2 separate regions of the Rattus norvegicus genome follow, and region 2 is linked to region 1. The links are chromatin contacts, called in public Hi-C maps. All regions are on one chromosome and are shown on one strand. Each heading gives the region's core, a stretch centred on a gene start, on an enhancer-like site or on the middle of the called end of the contact. The rest is flanking DNA. Distances are from core to core; before and after follow the strand shown.

What was found. Hi-C and Micro-C count contacts between places; a contact is called where the count stands out from the background.
Region 2: a contact with region 1 is called in a Hi-C map of liver, with 4 times the contacts expected there. The contact joins two enhancer-like sites. A contact is called at or near these places in 3 of 12 Hi-C or Micro-C datasets (kidney and liver).

Annotation. Positions count from the first base shown.
Region 1 is chr17:30,499,666-30,507,193 of GRCr8, forward strand. Pxdc1 (PX domain containing 1) reads left to right here. Exons shown (of 5, transcript NM_001025719.1): 4 at 7,263-7,374. Among named protein-coding and RNA genes, the nearest start is that of Pxdc1, 22 kb to the left of the region's middle. Within about 2 kb of position 1,371, at least 2 of the 93 cell types and tissues checked have an H3K27ac peak or open chromatin away from gene starts, as enhancers often do. A contact at or near this core is called in liver, where this site is marked.
Region 2 is chr17:30,645,068-30,651,730 of GRCr8, forward strand. No RefSeq gene overlaps it. Among named protein-coding and RNA genes, the nearest start is that of Slc22a23, 100 kb to the right of the region's middle. Within about 2 kb of position 2,409, at least 2 of the 93 cell types and tissues checked have an H3K27ac peak or open chromatin away from gene starts, as enhancers often do. A contact at or near this core is called in liver, where this site is marked.

The DNA.
Region 1 (7,528 bases), core at 121-2,620:
ACTGAGTGTGGGTCTTCTGGAAGAACATCAAGTATTCTTAACCGCTGAGCATTTCTCCAGCCCCAGGAAAGCATTTCTGAGGTAATGACTGGAACCAGTAGGCCGACTGACCTGCGGAAGTGAGGGAGCCCCTGAAAGGCAGTGTTGAATCTGGCAATCGGCTTTAAGGAAGCTCTTAGCTTTGGCACTCTGGACACTGACGTTTACTGTGCCTTCTAGCACCGAAAGGCAGCCTCTGTAAGGTGGGATCACCATGGCAGGAGCTACGTAGGAAGGAAGGAGCCCATGACCTGTTTGCTGTTTTCCTGAGAGCTGGCTCTACTTGTGCAGAGAATTGTATTTTGTTTCATGTTTTGTTTCTTCAAGAGGCTAACCATTAATTCACTACATAGCCGGGGCTAGCATTGAACTCACAGCAGTCCTCCCCAACTATGTCAACCTCCTTAGTATTGGAATTGTAGGCAAACACCACATGCAGGGTGGCTTTGGACCATGGTACCGAGGAATAATACTTTGTAGGAAAAAGAGCTCATCCTGGTGGCTTCCAGGACTGGGTTAATCAGCTGGTGGCCTAAAGGGTGACACTGGCGTTTATAAGAGGAGAGGGGGACATAAAAGGAGATCCAAGATGGCCTGACTTGTGGAAAGGAGGGGAGAGGAATCTGTTGTCCATCACTGCCTTTCTAAATGGTGAGAAGCTGATGGAACAGGCGCTCAGAGCCGTCTGTGGGAGAGGAGGGAAGACCGGAAGGGACAGAGTGATGTGCTATTGTGTCTTTGTCACACAGGGATGAAAGTCACATTTGTGTGCACAGGTGAACTGGGTGGATGGGTTCTAGGACCTGGCGAGGGAGAGTCCATGACCGTGAGTGCACAGGGTGGGTGCCATTGTGTGGCAGCTTCCTGGGTTGTCTTAGAGGAGAGTGGGCAGTTTAAGGTCCTAGGAGACCTTTGTTAACCTGTACCTGGGCTCTAGAAACTTCTATCCAGATGATTGCATGTAGTGAGACTGTTTGTCTGGATTGTCTAAACAATGGATGACTTTTGATCTTGTCATATCATCTCCAGATCTTGGGTCTCTTCCACTGGACTCTGGTCATTGGTTGTGCTGTGACCTCAAGGGTCACCAAGGCAAACCCTCCCCCCCACTGTCATTCTCTCCAAGTCTTTCCATTTAAGAAATGGATGTTGATGGCCAAGGCCTACACTGACCTTTCTCTCCTTCTTTTGGGGGATTTCTTCCTGCACTCTGACATTTGGAGAGATGGTGGGTACCGTGGAGTTGGCACAGAATCCCCTCTCTGGGGATGGGGATTTACGGAAACTGGGCCTTTTGTGTCCTATCTTTTCTCTTTGAATGTTGAGGCTGTAGGTGGTGAGGGCTCCACCAGATGGCAGCAGGCACTGATTGTACCGAGTATCTTCAATATTCTGGTGCCTTGGCAAAGATAGCCACTCAGATTTAAGCATTCATTTCCTGTGTTGATCTAAATGTTTATCAAACCCAAGGGCACAGAGATCTTCAGTGTTCTGCGGTGCTGCTGGGACTACACAGCACAAAGGAAACAAAGTTCTCAGCTTCACCTGGTCACGCTAGTAGAACCGATAGAATTCATCCTCAGAAGTGGGTTGTTCCCATCAAGGTTTGAAAGGAAATACATTTTTTTGTTGTCCTTTAATCCACTATCTATTTAATCTTAGCCATAATTTTTACTATATGGGGATAGAAAAGCCATCCAGTTAATAAAAGGATATTGTTTATGTGTTCATTCTGTTGGAGTAAACTGATACTATAACACCAGGGAGGACTTAGGAGGGAGGAAGACTCCTGCGAATGCTTCCGAGGCTGGAGAAGAAAAGGCTGCAGAAGTAAAGGGATCACAAAGTTGGTGACCTGGAAGGGTGGTGGTACAGGGCCCATGTAAACTTCGCCTCAGTTACAAATTAGGAAAATCACCATTGCCACACCTTGTACACTAACTGGGGAATGTTGCAAAAAATATCCTTTGAGGAAGATAAGCTAAGACCAGTGGGGGGAAAGGAAAAGGAAAACCAGGGCTTTCACAGTGTCAGGCTTACTTCAGGGACACCGGGTTAGCATCACCAGTAGTCCTGTGCACACTGTACATACAAGCACGCCCCATACTTTCACAGAGGGTCGCTCAACACGCTGTGTGGGATTCCTCCCAGCGACATATCACCGAGTTCTAACCACCTGGATATCCAGCTCCAGGAGGTGTTGTAAAGTAGCTCCTTACAAGGTGTGCACGAGAAACAAGAACAGACCAGAACCGTCAGAGTCAAGGAGATCAAGACACAACAGCTCAGCGCAGCAGGGTCCTGGGTTACATCTGTAGCAGAAGCAAGTGGCAGTCATGAGTCACTAGAGAAACCCCACTGAAGGAGCTTTACACTCAGCGGCATCGTCCCCTTGGCATTCCCTGGATGTGATGAGGGACCCTAACTGTATGAAGTACTGACAATGGGGTGGGGGTGGGGGGCTGCTGTGGGTCATGTGGGAGCCCTGTCTGTGCCTCCATGGCTTACCTGCAATTCTAAAGTTAACTATTAATTAAACATTACAGAAGATGAACACAGGAACATAGAAGCATCTTGTGGTCTGGAGAATGGCTCAGTGGCAGAACCAGCAATGCGAGGCCTTGAGTTCGATCCTTGCACAGGGCGTGGGGTTAACCTGAAAATGAACTGTTTCTAGAGTTAGGGTTGGAGCCTGAAAATTGAACTAGCTAGTGATTTTTGCTGTGGATCTTAAACTGACATGTGAGAAACTCATATCTTGAGTTTGTTTGAAACTGGGCTGCAGGCACTGTAATATTTCCTTAGTTACAACATTTTCTTCAGTTTTTTAAATTATTGTTGTTGTGCGACCACAGGTGGAAATCATGACCAAGTGTCATGGTAGTAATTAGTATTATCTGAGACTTAAGTGTTTGATAGAGTGATAGATAAAGTGCACATATCACCTTGTTTAATGTGCAGCTGAACTCTGTAAAGAGGCTAGCAAGCAGAACTAACCTGTTCTCCAGGCACAGATAGCAGGAACAGGGTTGGAAACACGATATACAGGGGGTCAGTGTGCACACGTGTGCTATAGTCTGCAGTCCCATAACATGAACATCAACAAGGCCTTACTGAGCTTAAAGGCACAAGTCCTTGGTGGACAGCACCCCTGTTGGTTACTTTCCTCATTACTGTCACTAAATACCCCACCAGACACAGCTTAAAGGAGAGAGGGTTTATTTTGACTTCCAGTTTAAGAAGGGACACGCCCATCCTATGGAGGGAGGCGAGGTTGTGGTGGTGCGTTACACTGTATCAATAGCCGAGGGGCAGAGTGGACAGGAATTAGGGCCAGGCTATCAAACTACAAACCTAACCCTAAGTGACTCACTCCAGTGAGGCTCCCCTCCTAAAGGTACCCCAACCTTCCAAACCAGCACTGCTGGCTGGGGATTAAGTGTTCAGACACACGAGCCTACAAGGGGATATTTCACACTCAAGCCACAGCAAGAGTAACTTCCCATTCAGGAGGCTGTTGTTCAGTGTGTAGATGGTGTCTGGGGAGGGCAGTGCTGCAGGCCTATTAGCAGAGTGGTCATTTTAAACCGATGGCCCCCTGCATTGAGACACGTGACAAACTCACACTTCCTTTATTGTAAATTTTGGATAACCCTTCTTAGGTTTTTAAGTGATAACTCTTCTTTTTTTTAAAGATTCATTTTATTTATATGAGTACACTGTAGCTGTCTTCAGACACACAGAAGAGGGCATCGGATCCTATTTCAGATGGTTGTGAACCACCATGTGGTTGCTGGGAATTGAACTCAGGACCTCTGGAAGATCAGTTAGTGCTCTTAACCACTGAGCCAACCCTCCAGCCCCGTGATAATTCTTCTTAAGGCATTGTTTTTTAAGTGAATGAAAGAAATGAAAATATAGATGTCACAGAATCTTTGCTCCAGTGTTAGCTAGCTCAGGCATAGGGAGACCAATGTGTGTCTGGGTAGGTTTTGAGCCTGTTTTTGTACCTGCCTTTGTGTTCGTGTTTCTTGGTAAGCCATCCCTTTCCAAGCTGGCTTGGAGTGGATGCGTTGAAAGTTGATAGACTCCATCTGTGTGCTCATGAGTTTGAGACTGGTGGCTCAGCGTGATGAGGGTAAGGCTGGGGATCCATGAGGAACCCGGGGCTTCTGGGGACCATCTTTGATAAAATACTAGCAATTTGAGCAATATCCCTCTGAGGCTTGGATCTAGGACTTTGAGAGACTGAAGACTAATATGCCTTAGTGTCCTCAGGGCCCACCTGGCCTTGGGAACTCTAGATGTCAGTAATGTTTCCAAAGACTGTTTGTCATAGACATCTGAGGAGTGACTTGCTCCAAATCTATTCTGGAAGAACCAGTAAAGATTCCATATCCTTGACTCTGCAGTTCACAATCAGCAAAGATTCGGCATGCCGATGGCTTCAGGAGTTTGTACAGGAGTCTCTTGTATCCCAGGATCCCTTCCCCACCCCGGATTTCCTGGGTAGAAGGGAGAAGGAGATGTGAACTGTCAGTTAGCAGTGTGGAGGCTGTACTGGGGCTGCCTGCACTTCCTCAAAGAGACAGATTTGGGTCAGAGTTAATAAGAAGGGTAAAGAAAGTGGCTCTCTGCTGCCACGCCCTCTGAGTGGGGAGGTGAGAGAATGGGAACTTGTGTGTGGTTCAGTGATTTTCAGTCTGACCGCTCACTACCTGAGCATCTTCCCTTCGCTCTTTGACACAGAAATGACCCAGCTGACCCGAGTTCCCAGACTCCTTACTTATTAGTTTGCTGAGTCCCTCCCCAGTGCTGCAAACCATTGGGTGGGAGGAGCAAGGAAGACGGCTGGGGAGGGAACCACAGCTGATATCCCATGAGTGTAGCTGAGGGAGAAAACATGCTGCAGGCGACACATGACACATGCTCACCCCTTCTCCAGAAAACCAGGCACACATTTCAGCAAGTGCTTAGCAAACTGAAGAAAAGTCATTTTGTGAGAGTGAAGAGGAAACCTATTTTTCTTTATTTCTTTCTGGGTAGCTCCCTAATTCTCTGTATATGGACAGAGGTTCTCAGAAATGCCTAGGAAGGTTAAAAATAATCAGTAAGTGATCATTTTCATCATGAAAAAAGCAAATCTGCACACTCAGGAATAAATTAAACTATGATCTGGTGGGGAGGGGGCTAAGATAATCCTTTAGAAACAAAGGCATCGCATTCAGCAAAGATTAGGCAGGGAAAGATGCTCTTGTTGGCTGTGTGGGCCTGTAGAAGAGGAAAGGCTAAAGTCAGCTGTGTCCCTAACGTGAGGATTCAATCTGTGGGCTACACGTACCCAGCATGTGGGGTATGTGCTAAGTGTGTCTTTTAGGGAAAGAGCCTTGCTGGCGACTTCAGAGGTGGCCCTGAGCATTGAGCTCAGCTGCCTGAGAACCAAGGACAGGAGATGAGTGAGGCTCACAGAGAGGAGGAGTCAAGGCCAAGATGGCAGCAAGCCTAAAGGAGAGAGATTCAGTTCCTTCTGAACTGTCAAGGCTACAGTAGGTAAAAAGAAGAGAGCCAAGCCACACCAGGTTCTTACAGTCAGCCTTCTATGTCTGTGGGTCCCGAGTCTATGGATTCAACCAAGCACAGGCCAAAATACTGGGGGAAAGTACTAGGTCCACTGATCATGTGTAGCCCTTTCTCCTCAGTCATTATAACAATGATTTACATATCATATGCATTGCATCAGGTATTATAAGTGATCTAAAGATGGTGTAAAGCCTAGCGGGAGGATGGGTGAAGATTCTAGAAACACCACCCCAGTTTGCATTAGAGATTTGAACATCAAAGGTTTTGATGCTCAAAGAGGGTGTCCGTAACTAAATGGACGGGATCCAGGACATCGTAGGATGCTAGAGTGAGGCAAACCTTTGGACATTCTCAAATGCAAACCTGAAGGTTTCCCATAGAGAAGAGTCCCAAGGCCACACAGCTGCAGTGTACACCTAGTGCCAGCTGCCAATCTTCCACTTCAGCTCTTTCAGCCATAGAAGAGCCCTTGTAAACTAACTACCAGTGTAGATACAGGAAGCTGCTTTTGTTTGTTGGTTTTTCTACAGTACCCACGTCTGTGCTTATTGGGGAAAAATATTAACGTATATATTTTATGATGCAAAGTTGGCAAGCTGCTCATTTAAAATGCAATCTGATCTCATCCGATGCTTAGCACCACCCAGGATGAAGTTTCTGTCAGCTCTGTCTCAGCTACAGGCTAGAGCTCAGAAAGGGCAGGGATGTGACTGTGTGATGTCACATGTCTACTTCCCTCCATCCTCCACTGTAAACCCACAGGCAGAGCACACATGGAGGTGCTCCGGTACCAGAGGATCTTGCTTAAGGGATAGACATACTGCTCCTGTGGCACTAGTGTCAGCCTGCCTGTCTGAACACTAGAGGGATTCTCTGGGCACCGGGAGAGAGAGCTGAGGACAGTGGGTGATGGGGAAGGGGGAGAATGATATACACTTCAATTCTAAAATTTTATTTTACACACACACACACACACACACACACACACACACACACACACACACGTACACGCATACCTTCTCATTACAAGTTCACCCTCCTATTTTCATGTCTTTTTATTTTATTTTTTTAATGATACATGATATTTAGAGTTGCTGTTGTGACCACAGGTAGGAGGTTACTTATTGAGCAAGGGTAACTTGACTGTGTCTGCACTGCTGAGAAAAGTTGCTCCCCCTTCCATGGTCCCCATTAACTACTGATAGCTCCTCGGGAAAAGGTGGGACCTTGTAAGTCCCTCTTCTGTCCATGACAGAATGTTGCTGGGCCCAGTCTTGTGCAGTAGACACTGTTGCTGTGAGATCCTGGGTACAATGGCTATGTGTAGTCCAGAAGAGAGCAATTCACAGCCCTCCTCCCCATCCTCCAACTCTTACATTCATTCTGCCCCCTCTTCCACAATGTCCCCCGAGCCTCAAAAGGGGTAATTGTAGGTACCCTGTTTAGGCCTGAGCACTTAGCAGTCACTAATCCTTACCACTGTCTTCGATTATGAGTTTGCATTGATAACTGTGATAGCTGCCCACTTCAAAAAGAAACGTCTCCGGCCCCAGCTGAGAGCAGTCCATCTATAATAAATCCTGAAATTCTAACCTCCAGTACTGACCTCTCCTGAATACTTACCTCATGGCTTTGGTTTTCAGAAATCATGAGGTCCAACGGATTTTGTTTGGCAAACACAGAAACAATAGTCATTGACCACAGCATACCCAATGGGAAGGACCAGCTCCTGGATGCGGATTCCACAGAGCATTTGTGAGTGCATGTTCTCTAACGTGTTTTCATACAAGGGGTTGAAAGCTGGGGTGGGGTGTGCAATGCTCTACGGCTATGGTTCTCAACCTTCTCAATGCTGCAACCCTTTAATACCATTCTTCATGTTCAACACAGGTCCTCGTGACTCCAGCCA
Region 2 (6,663 bases), core at 1,159-3,658, 150 kb after region 1:
GAGGAAAGGTGACCTTTGTTAAGCATCTGTGGCACTTATTTCCTACATACTGTCACAGAAGCGGCTCTGGTGTCCTGATCCAGAGGCAACAGTGACTTCTGTCATTTCAAGCAGCCTCAGGAAATTGTTTTACTTCTGAGCAACAACCATTGGAGGTCAGGAAATCAGGAAGAAGCACCTTTCAGGAGACTATTTCTGGACTATTTCTGGTCCCTTGATGCTACCAGTGCCATTTCCCAGTGGTACAAGCAGACCTAGGCTCCTATAGTATACAGTATTCTCTATATCCATAGACACAGTACACACAGGCACAATTCAACCATCCACCAGCCATGTAGTTTCAATTGCCACGGTAGAGTGGAAATGGTGCTACATGCATGCACAGAACATAGAGAGGAGGATATTAGGCATCCTGCTCTATTGATCTTCGATTAATTTCCTTGACATGAGTTCTCTCACTGAACATGAAGCTTGCCTGGCAAGCTAGCTCCTGGAATCCACCTGTGTCCACTCCCAACACTGATGTTATGATGTTATAGGCATGCACAGCCACACACTGTAGCTGCTGTGTTGTTTTTGTTTTGCATGGGTCTTGGGTATTTGAGCTCACAGCATGTACTCTTACCCTTCTAGCCATATCTTCAGTCAACCCTTTCCCATAAGAGACTTGACAGCCCATAAATTTGGGGGGTCCTTATGGATCTTGAAGCCAATGCCTCAAGGATACTGAGAGATGAGTACAAATGCTTTTGCTTTTATGAGGATGATGGGGCAAAGTAATTGGAGTATCCCATGGACAAGAAACACTCATCAAATAATGAAAGAACAAAAGCTCAGTTAAGAGTTGATGAGGCCATTTCAACATGGTGGACACCATCGATCAAAGCTGTGCAGTCCTGGGGTTGACAGGACTGATGGAAACTTTGGTGCTTTCATTTGTCTTTGTTTTTTGGATTTATTCTGATATACATAGGTTGATCTAAAAATCTCCTTTATAAGCTAAATCCTGCTGACAACTGCTTTTATTAATTTCATTTTTTGTTATACTATTTCAACCTACCAATATCAAACTTATTGAGGAGGGATTAGGCTTTTGTTAAATACCAGCCTAATAGCCTACTTAGAAAAAATAATTCAATTAAAATGTGCTAAAGATCTGGAAAATATTTCTTAGAAAGAGACATACACATAGCCAACAGGCGTATAAAAATGAATGCTATTACCAATCATCAAGATGGAGCAAATCAGAATTCCTGGGGAACAACTATTTAAAACCAACAAGGAACCATGCCCACAAGGATGTGAGAAGGAGGGACCCTTATTCACCGTTAACAGGGTTGTAAATTATTGAGACTGTTGTGAGGAACCCAACAGGAGGCCCTCGAAACAGTGAAATTACCACACATGCAGCATTCCCACCCGTATGCTCTGAAAAGAGGAGGAGTTGGGAAAAGTAGGGAGGTGGGACCAGGATGGAGTCAATGACACCATGTTAGTAACAGGAAGGATAAGTTCTGGGGTTCTGTGGCACAAGAAGGGCACATACTTAGCAACAATACACTTATATCAATTAACCTGAATCACTACCCATATACCCACAAATCAAAACGTTACATGCACCTCACAAATATTTGCAAATACTTACACATGCCTAGTAAAATATTTCTAAAAGAATTCATGTTACACTGTTCTTTAAGCCTATTCTGTGCACGGTTAACTTATCTAAAACATTAAATAATAAGACCTCATTTACCAAACTCTCCCTCACAAAACAACATCTGGTCATTTCTCATACAGAGTTTTAATAAACCCTACAACTCAGTGCCATTTGTTCTTGAAGCAAGATTTATAATTCCATAGACTGTGATGGATAGTACACTGGCTAAAACACTGCAGACCTCAAACAAACTCATTCCCTTAGTCTTGGGTCCTTCCCACTGTGAAATATGGAGGCATGTAGGAAAAAACCCTCATGAAGGGCATATTAAAAACACACAATAAATGGTAGCTGTCATTATTTTTACTTCAATTTTATTTCTCTGTAAGCTAGAAATAAGTGGGGGAAAGGATGGGGAATTTTCCTCAGAGCAAGCACACTGTCAAATGGTCTGCATTTTGTGGCTGTGTAGGACTCATGGAGAACAGAAAAGCCAAGGAAAATACACTAACATTTCACTGAGTCTACTCCTTGGCTAAAGGACTTAGATGTATCCCTGTCCCTGCAAAGCCCAACTTTAGTTTCCTGAGAATAAGATGTTGCAACAGCTCACTTGAAATGCGTTTTCGAGTAATGTGGATTGTAAAAATAACAAAGAGCAGAGTCCCTTTTAAAAGCAAATATACAAAGTTCATCCCTTTGGACTGCAGACTTCTATGTCCCAGGATAACCGACAGAATTACAACTTCACAGGGCAGCCTTGGAAAGGTCACAGCTGTTTCCAATCCACTGTGCACTGCTCTAACAGAGTCCCACAGAACAGGTGCTTTATGAGAAACAGAGATTCTGTAGTTCTGGTGGTCGGATCTGGTGAGGGACTTCTTATCAGTCATAGAGGCCATCGCATGAAGAAGCGCAGCAAGAGAGGTCAAATTTGAAACCTAATGCTCCTTTATAAATAGCATTGACCAATTCCTCAGGGTTAGAACTCCCGTGGCTCTGTACTGTCTTGCTTAGGGTTTCTGTTGCTGTGATGAAGCACCCAGACCAAACAACTTAGGGAAGAAAAGGTTTATTTGACTTACACTTCTATATCATAGTCAATCACTGAAGGAAGGAAGGATGGAAACTCAAACAGGACAGAAGCCTGGAGGCAGGAACTGGTGTAGGAGGCAGTGGAGGGGTGCTGCTTACTGGCTTGCTCCTGATGGCTTGCTCACCTTGTTTCCTTACAGAATCCAAGACCCAGGGATACCATCAGTCACTACTTAAGGAAATTCCCTACAGCTGGATCTCACGAAGTTGTTTTCTCCATTGAGGTTCCCTCTCTTCAGATAGCTCTAGCTATGTCTTTAACAAAACCAGCCAGCTCAGCTATTCTCTGTATTTAGTTACTTTCTCATAGCTGTGATGAAATACCTGACACAGCCACGGAGGGAAGGAAGGGATTACTTGGCTCAAATTTGAGGGTACAGTCCAGTCACAGCAGGGAGGTCATCATGGCTGGAGCTTGCATTCACAGAGATGAATGCAGTACCCAGATGGCTCCCCATTTTTATTCAGTCAGGGACCCCAGCCCAGCTCAGTTTAACCCTATCTAGAAACGCCCTCCAAGGCACACTCAGAGGCTTGTCTCTTTGGTGAGTCTGGATCATTTCAAGTTGACAAGATTATTCATTACCTCCACCATGAGGACCTGCCAACCCTAGGTTTCCTGTCTCAGTCTTGTGAGTGAGCTCAGAGACAATTACCCAGCCTTAGCAGCTAAGCCTCCAGGTGCCTGCAATCTTAGCTGATAGCTTAGATTCCCGACCCTAGGAAACTATGTGAGATAAGGCTTGCTATTTTAAACTGTCACATTTTAGGATAAAGGACCTATCTGACCTGTTTCAGGGTATGGCCTGTCTGAAAAGGTTGTCCTTACACTTAGAGAAAAAGACACATGTGACACAAGCTGGAGGACACAAGAAGTTTTAATATTTAGGGAGGAAACACTATAGGATAGGTATATTGTCCCCTCCCCCTTACATCATCTCTGAACCCACAGGCTGATGTCTGCCTGGTATTCGATGGGATGTCTATACAGGTCAAAAGACTTCTGTACTATTAATAACTGGCTGCCATCCAAGACTCTTAGTTGTCCCCATTTTACTTCTACCGGGCCTACCTCCATAGTAACCAAAGCATCAGTGGGTGCCTTGGTCCCTGAGCCCATTCCCATCCACAGGGCCAGTTCCAGCCCAGGATTCATCTGCCTGCTATGCCAGAGAGCTGACCAGATCAAAGCAGGAAGTGGTGCTGCTTAGCGAAGTCAAGCCCCAAGTCACGCCCCTCTGCCTGTTCTAGTGACACTATTGTCTGTTTTGCTGCTACAACAAAACAAAGAGACATTATCAAAGTGCCTTCCCCAAGAAGTTCATGCTGATAGGAGCTGGATATAGATGTCTCCTGAGAGACACAGCCAGAGCATGTCAAATACAGAGGCGAATGCTAGGATCAAACCACTGAATTGAGAACGGGACTCCCGTTGGAAGAATTAGAGAAAGGATTGAAAGAGCTGAAGGGGCTTGCAACCCCATAAGAACAACAATGCCAAACAACCAGAGCTTCCAGGGACTAAACCACTACCCAAAGACTGACCCAGGGCTCCAACTCCATATGTAGCAGAGGATGGCCTTGTTGGGCACCAATGAAAAGAGAAGCCCTTGGTCCTGCCAAGGTTGGACCCCCAGTGTAGGAGAATGTGGGGGTGGGGGATTGAGGGGGGTGGATGGGGAGGGGAACACCCTTATGGAAGAAAGGGAAGGGGATAGGATAGGGGGCTTATGTCCGGGAAAACCAGGAAAGGGAATAACATTTGAAATGTAAATTTAAAAAAATCCAATAAAAGAAAAAGAAAGAAAAAGAAAAAAAGTGCCTTTCTTTCCAAATTGTTGTGGTTCTTCATAATTCTTAAAGGGCTAGCTGTGAATTGTAAAGGAAGTCAAGGGTCTAGATGGAATCAAGTCAAATTCATTTGTAAAAATGCATATTGTACAATGTATACTGTATATTAAGAAACAGATTACAAATGTAAATATATAATAAATTTAACTTGACACTATAAAATGCTACATACAATATGTACTATAGATTAAATGTATGCTTTATGGGAAGTATACTATAAATATAAATATATAATAAATTTGACTTGATGCTATAAGACATTGTGTACACACACACATCTAGAACCACATAGGGCCAGAGTGTGTTTCCATTTTTCAATTTTAAACCAACAATTGTGTGTGTTTATGACATGAGGTGTGATATTGTCACGTAGGTCTTCAAGGCACTGATCAGGTTGGTGAGTGGTTGTATTTAGGACCTTTGTGTGTGTGTGCACATGTGCATGTGCATGTGTGAGTGTGTACATGTGTGTGAGTGTGTATGTGTGTGTGCACATGTGCATGTACATGTGTAAGTGCGTACATGTGTAAGTGCGTACATGTGTGCGAGTGTGAGTGTGTGTGTGTGTGTGTGTGTGTGTGTGTGTGTGTGTGTGTTGGGAACATTCAACATCATTGCTTCTAGTTATTTTGAAATACATGCTAAGTGTGTGTTAGCCCTAGAGGCCTTAAGTGCTATAGAGCACTGGTGTGCAATCCTCCTAGCTTGTCGCACTTTCCAACCCACTTCCTCATGCTTCTTAGCCTCTATGCTGTTTTTAGTAACTAGGAAGAGTGCTTTGGTTTCCAGATTCTTGATGTTTCTTTCTTATTGTACACGTGAAACCTTAAAGAACAAGTCTTTCTCGTCTGAACCACGCAAATCCCAGGTGAACATTCCTCCCTTAGTTGAATCTGCCTACTGGGAAGTACTGAGAGCAGCACCTGGTACACAGTAGGTCCTTAATAAATGTCGACTCCTTTCTTTTTATTTTCCCCTGACAAATACCGTGCCTTGGTAATGATAGCAGATGTCTCTGAAGACAAACACATAACTAGTTTTCAGAAGCAATGGCATGAGGTCCTGGAACACAGCCAGTCTGGGCCTGGCTTGGCCCCTGGAAAAGGGTTATGGCATTTATTTTGATGACTGAGATAGCCTTGAGCAATTTCTCACTGACCTGTCAAAGAGACTATTGCCTTTTACTGTTGCCTAGTAAAAGAGCACGCTGGGTAGAGGGTTAGCTGCCCTTCCACAGAAGTGGGAGCCAAAGATTGCCTTTTTAGAGTAAAGTGTCTAGCCCATGAACAGGCCCTCCGTGTGGGCATGGTTCATGTCCTTCCCAGCCTATATGCCCCATTTCCACACAGAGCTGCTGGCCTGGGCACCTGAAGCACCTCCACTCCAGTGGGCCATGTGCAGAGTCCTCACCCCTGGGGAGCCTCTGCTTCCCAAGTCAGCAAGCTGGAACCGCTGGCTGCCTGTGTGGGGAGCTCACCCATTGAGAATGCACATCAGATAGGCTCACAACTCTGCTCTAGCCTGTTTATCCCACCCAAGGGCAGTGCTATTGGCCAACTAGAAGTTCCTGAGACTACTTTGTCTTTGATTTGAATGTGACATTGCATCATGGTAATTATAGGGTAATTCATGGTAATTCAAAGGCAGTCTAACCCACTCCTGTGATACTCAGAACCTGGAGGCAGTAGGATCTCCAGTTCCCAGTCTGCCTAAGCTGCCTAGCAAGACCCATAAATGTGTGTGTGTGTGTGTGTGTGTGTGTGTGTGTGTGTGTGTCTGTGTGTCTGTGTGTCTGTGTGTCTGTGTGTCTGTGTGTCTGTGTGTGTAGTGGGGGCAGGGGTGGTGAAGAAAATGTAATAATAATATATGTGAGAAAAAAGTAAAGCTTAATAGAAAAATGAGCAACTTATAAAAGGAGAAATACAAATGGCCAACATGGTTTGAGAATTACCCAGCTTCAGAGAGACAACCCAGTCAGTAAAGTGGTTCTGATCCCAGAACCCACATCAAACAAACCACCACAACAACATGTCCAGGTGTGGTAAGAAGGTAAGGTAGTG